2 separate regions of the Muntiacus reevesi genome follow, and region 2 is linked to region 1. Evidence: chromatin contacts called from public Hi-C data. All regions are on one chromosome and are shown on one strand. Each heading gives the region's core, a stretch centred on a gene start, on an enhancer-like site or on the middle of the called end of the contact. The rest is flanking DNA. Distances are from core to core; before and after follow the strand shown.

Region 1 (3,058 bases), core at 156-2,655:
TGCAGTAGTTTGAGCATTCTTTGGCATTGCCTTTCTTAGGGACTGGAAAGAAAACTGACATTTTCCAGTTCTGTGGCCACTGCTGAGTTTTCCAAATTTGCTGGCATACTGAGTGCAGCACTTTCACAGCATCATCTTTTAGGACTTGAAATAGCTCAACTGGAATTCCATCACCTCCGCTAGCTTTGTTCATAGTGATGCTTTCTAAGGCCCATGTGACTTCACATTCCAGGATGTCTGGCTCTAGGTGAGTGATCATACCATTCTGATCACCTGGGTCGTGAAGATCCCTTTTGTACAGTTCCTCTGTGTATTCTTGCCACCTCTTCTAAATATCTTCTGTTTCTGTTAGATCCATAGTATTTTCGTCCTTTATTGAGCCCATCTTTGCATGAAATGTTCCCTTGGTATCTCTAATTTTCTTGAAGAGATCTCTAGTCTTTCCCATTCTATTTTTTCCCTCTATTTCTTTGCACTGACCATTGAGGAAGGCTTTCTTATCTCTCCTTGCTATTCTTTGGAACTCTGCATTCAAATGGGTATATCTTTCCTTTTCTCCTTTGCTTTTCACTTCTCTTCTTTTCACAGCTATCAACAGCATATCAATAGGACCTCTTACAGTAATTAACATGAAGCTACATTACCAGCTAGAGGCTTATCCTGCTTTTGGGTCAAATGTAGTGTTAGTTGGTCTGTGTAATCTCAACCTCAAAAATCACACAAGTGTCCTTGGATACTAAAATCATTGGATTTTAACTCTAGTGAATCCTTGGCCATCCTTCTGAGGAAAGATTTCCGCAGTCAAAAAAAAGCCCAACCTGTAGCGTCCTGTATAATCTAGGCAAAGATTCGCCTCCTTCTCATCACACCTGAGAGCCAAAGGGCAGGACAATCCCAAAGCCATACAACTCCGAACTCCTGACATCCACCGCATGACCCTTGGGACCAGACGGAGTCCCAGACAAGCCTAAGTCTCGACTGAACCTGACTCTCCCTTGGGGAACTTCCGGGCGCAGAGCGAGTCGGTCCTTACTGCCGCTATACCGAGCAGGTTGTCTCAGTAGCCAGTAGGGGTGGGGTTGGGGAGGGCGGTCACTCACCACGTTCTTCCAGAGAGCTCCGTCTTGCAAAAATTTATTCCAGAATCGCTCCACAGGCGACACCCTCTGCGGAGGCAGCACCGGTTCCCGGGGGCTCAGCTCCTGATCTTTCAGCCATCGCCTTCTCAGCTCTCGCAGCTGCTGCAGCCGCAGTTTCTCGTCGGGCGTATACCCCGACATGTCGCTGCGGATACCAAGGCAGCAGGACTCGGCGCGCACCCGAACCAAGGTCTTGTCACTTACGCGCGCTCCCGCTCTGCAAAGCGACCTTGCGAGGACGCCTGGGAGCGGCGCGCCGTTATAACGTCACTCTGTTCCTGCCCCCGAGCGACTCCAACCTGTGCATAGTGGCTGGGCATGCGCAAAGCCTTGCGCACCTCGCCGACTTTACTGTTCCAAATTACCAGAAGCGGCGGGGGCGGGGCCCAGAAGCGACGGGGGCGGGGCCCAGCTGGGCGGGGCGGCGGGCGCTTAGTTCCCTGAAGACTATGGGAGGCCGGAGAACTAGAGGTTATGATGAAGAAGAAGTGGCGTGCTGGATATTGAAAAAATGAGAATATGTGACTCAGTGAATGTGACGTCCAAGTGTAAAACTCTCTAGTTGCTCTCCCACCTTAGAATTCCTCTTCCCGTGACCTACAGAGCCTGTGGAGACACGTTGTCTTCTGTCAGTGACTGGAAAAGTGACCCCGAGCAGCTGTCTCAGTCTGTCCCTTCATCTGTTCCTGTTACTGTTTAGTTGCCAAATCGTGCCTGACTCTTTTGCGACCCCTTGGACTGTAGGCGGCCAGGCTCCTCTGTCCGTGGGATTTCCCAGGCAAGAATACTGGAGTGAGTTGCCATACCCTTCTCATGGGGAATCTTCCTGACCCAGGGGTCCGCATTGCAGGCGGGTTCTTTACCGCTCAGCTCCTGCGGGAAGCCCTTCATCTGTACTGTAGAAGTAAAAAGAATCTCAATATATAGCAGAGTTGTACACATTCACCCTTTGATCCGGTATTCTCATTTCTAGAATTCTATCCTAAAGATATAGTAGTGAAAGTACGTGCAAGATTGTTCACTGCAGCACCATATATAATAAAATATGGAAATCCTCAACAAATGGCTAGTTGAATAAATTGTAAAATAACGCAATGAAGTGAAGTGCTTGAAAACATATATTGTTCAGTGAAGAAAAACTACATTGAGAGAAGTGTACATAGTACCTTTTATCCAAAAAAGGGAGGACAGTAGTAATATATATAAATTTGCCTATGAAACAGCCTAGAGACTATGGCCAACGCAGTAACCATGAATATCTCTAGCTCCTAGATTGTGATCTCTAAATACTGTCTTCCATTAAAAGGAACCAAGGCTCCTTAGAGTAGTTGATCTCAAAACATTTTGTTCCATAAATCTCTTTAAATTCTTAAAATTGTGAGGGGGCCCCAAAGAGTTTGTTGATGTGGGTTATATCTATTGATGTTTAGTGCATTAGAAATTAAAACATGTAAAAATAACAAAATATCTGTTAAGAAAAACTACTTAGAAGAGTGCCATTGTAAATTTCTCTAATGCCTGGCTTAATAAATGATAGCAGAATTCTTATAGCTGCTTCTACATTCAATCATAATATCATACATCATGTAACCTTGGGAAGCTCTGTATATATTTGTGAGACAAAGAGAGTATAAAAGAGCAAATAGCATCTTAGTATTTTTGTGAAAATAATTGTGACCACACAAACCCCATGATAGGATCACAGGGACTCCCAGAGTCTCCCCAATAACACTTTGAAAACCATCACTTTGGAGAAATAGCTAATTTCAGGTTCGGGTTGGAAATGTAAAATAAGGCTGGAACATCTTATCTTAGCCGAAGGCAGGGAGGTTTTTAAAGACCAACAGGGTCATGTCAAAATGATTGAGGAGACAACTTGAATAGACTTACACTGGTCAAAGATGGAATGATTTGAGCAC
Region 2 (3,058 bases), core at 361-2,860, 160 kb before region 1:
AAATACCACAGAGCAGTCAGCAAGGGCAAGAACAGAAGAGGGGTCACTGGGTTTTGCAATCCACACATCCCTGGTGACAGGCCCAAGAGCAAAAGAGCAGGGTGATGTGGGAACTATTTCCTTCACAGTTTTGGCCAGAGTGTTTACTAATAAATCTCAATTCCTTTTATAGTTCTGATTTAATTATTTCCTGTCAAGGATTACCAGTTCTCCTATTACATGTATGTTATCATTGAACATTAAGAAATTTTGCTTTGTGAAGGGCTGCCTTGGTTAAGAATCAAAATTTAGCTGGATGTCTTTTCTCCCTACCCCTCAGCCTTCCCCACATACCCTCTAAGGGGACCCCAGTCCACTCAAGGGAAGTTTGCTCAATGAATGTGAATGGAAACAGTTTAGAAAGTGGGTAGGAAGAAAGCCTTCTCCCATATAGCAAAAATATAATGCGTGTGATGTGTGTGAGTGCTCAGTTACCCAGTTATGTCCAACTCTTTGCGACCCCATAACTATAGCCCGCCAGGCTGTTTTGTCCATGGGGATTTTCCAGGCAAGAATACCCAAATGGGTTGCCATTTCCTCCTCCAGGGGATATTCCTTACCCAGGCATTCAACCCACATCTCCATCTGCATTGGCAGGTGGATTCTTTACCCCTGAGCCGCCTGGGAAGCAATGTTTACTATACAGTATATATGTCTTTCTTCAAACTTGAATATAGTAGCACTAGTGTTAGTTGCTCCGTCGTGGGTGACTCTTTGCAACCCCATGGACTGCAGCCTACTGGGCTCCTCCGTCCATGGGATTTTCCAGGCAATAATACTGGAGTGGGTTGTCATTTCCTCCTTCTCCAGGGGATCTTCCCGACCCAGGGTCATGAACCCATTTTTCTCATGTCTCCTGCATTGGCAGGCGGGTTCTTTACCACTAGCCTCACCTGGGAAGCTGAAAATGCTATGTTACACAAGTTGGCCCCTATGGGGATAGTCACTACTTATTCATTCTATAAGCCGTATATCCATATACTCAAGATAGAAAACTAAAGATCTAATCAGTCAAATTTGCCTGAGCAGGCGCAACTTCAACCAACCTATAGAAAGTAGGTGCAGTGACCAAGGCCTTCTGAGTCAACTCAGTCATTTCTCTGACTTCTGACAGGTGAACAGCCTGCATTAGGAAGTGTTAGACATTAAAAAAAGGAAAAAATTAAACACGGAAACTGCACTCCATAACCATGGAAACTTTGAAGTCCCGGCAGCCACTCGGCTCGCTTTGCCAGGCGCTAAGGTGGGGGCGGGGTGGGGGCAAAAGGGAGAGAGGGGAGGTGACCGCGTACCGGGGTGTCGGACAAGGAAGCCTCCACAGTGATGGTTAAACCATTTTTAAAAGCTGCATTTCTAACCTGCCCCTTCAGCTCCCTCCCAGCGAGCTGGGCAGTCACACTCCACGCCCAAGAGTGAGCTGTCCCCGGCCTGGGGCCACATGGGAGGATCCCGTCCTGAGGCGGCTTCCTGCCGCTGACCCCCAGCTACCCCGCTCCCTCCGGGGCGAAGTCTCCCCGCCCGCAGGCCCCGCCCCGCGCGCAGGCCACGCCCCTCGGCAGGCGGCCCCGCGGCGACAGGGGGCGGAGCGGCGCGGGCCTCTGGACTCGAGTCGCTCCGGAGAGCGCCCCCAGCCTAGTGCCCCGCGCCAGTCGGAGTCCGCCTCGCACTCTGCGGTGAGTACGACGCGGCCCAACGCGAGTCCCCGGGCCCAAGCACCGGCCGCCCTGACCCCGCGGGGGAATGCGGGTCAGCGGAACCCCGATCCGCCTCCCCGAGCCGGGCTGCAGCGCGCCGGGCCGCCCAAGGGAGACCTGGGGGAGCGGGAAGGCAGCCGGGAGAATCGGGACTAGTTCCTGGGGACTGACCCTCCGCCCTGTTCCCAGCCTGTGCCGCGCCGAGCACGGGGGCGGGACTGGAAATGGCTCTCCTCGGCCTCCTTCGCCCGGGCTGTGCCGGCCGCCGGGACAGTCCGCGCCGAGCTTGTGAGGGCCTCACCCGGGAGTCGGCGAGGCTCTGGGGGCCGCCGGGAGAATCCACGTTGCGACTTGTCCCGACACACTGAACCGGGGAGTCCTACCCCAAGGAGGGTGTGCGGGCCTCGCCGGGGAGTCCTCGTCCAGCTGGGGGTGGCGAGGCAGGGACATTTCCCCCTGGGGTTCCGACAGATCAGGGAGTCCACACCAGGGGTAAGGGGGAGATGGAGTGAGGGGGAAGGGACCCTCGGTGGGAGGGGTGGGGACACAGCCCATCCCAAAGATTCACACACCCAGGGAGGAGTGAGTGAGTGAGTGAGTGAGTGAGTGAGTGAGTGAGTGAGTGTGTGTGTGTGTGTGTGTGTGTGTGTTGCGGGGACGGGGGCAGAGAGTCGGAAACAGCGTCTCAGCAGTGGGGACAGAGTCCATCCCAAAGATTCACAGACCCAGGGAGGAGTGAGTGAGTGAGTGTGTCTGTGTGTGTGTGTGTGTGTGTGTGTGTTGCGGGGATGGGGGCAGAGAGTCAGAAACAGCCTCTCAGTAGTTCTCAAACTCCCCTATACACTCTAAAAATTAGTATATTAAGGAGCTTTTATGTGGGTTATGTGTCTCAATATTTATCATATATAACTAAAACAGAATTTTTCAATATATTTAGTATCTCATTTGAAAATAGTGGTAAAGAATCCACCCACCAGTGCAGGAGACATAAGAGATGTGGGTTTGATCCCTGGGGTGGGAATATCCCCTGGATATGAAAATGGCAACCCACTCCAGTATTCCTGCCTGGAGAATCCCATGAACTTAGGAGCCTGATGGGCTGCAGTCCGTGGGGGCAGCAAAAAGTCTGGTATGACTGAGCACACAAGCATGCATTATATGTTGATATGTGTTTATGAAAATAACCATACCTTTCAAAATAGAATGTTACTGAGAAGAGTGTCATTGTACTATATTTTTGCAAATCTCTTTCATATCAGTTTTAATAAGTAGCAGCTAGGGTTCTTATGTCTTGCTTCTGCATTGTCTGTTGAGGTATTACATGT

Evidence for each region. A called contact is a pair of places that touch in the nucleus more often than the background predicts.
Region 2: a contact with region 1 is called in a Hi-C map of muscle, with 12 times the contacts expected there. The contact joins the promoter of ACO1 here to the promoter of NDUFB6 in region 1. A contact is called at or near these places in 2 of 3 Hi-C or Micro-C datasets (blood and muscle).

What each region holds. Positions count from the first base shown.
Region 1 is chr17:10,815,117-10,818,174 of mMunRee1.1, reverse strand. It overlaps NDUFB6 (NADH:ubiquinone oxidoreductase subunit B6), which reads right to left and starts at 1,405. Exons shown (of 4, transcript XM_065908434.1): 1 at 1,101-1,405. The coding sequence starts at 1,280.
Region 2 is chr17:10,977,638-10,980,695 of mMunRee1.1, reverse strand. It overlaps ACO1 (aconitase 1), which reads left to right and starts at 1,610. Exons shown (of 21, transcript XM_065908433.1): 1 at 1,610-1,712.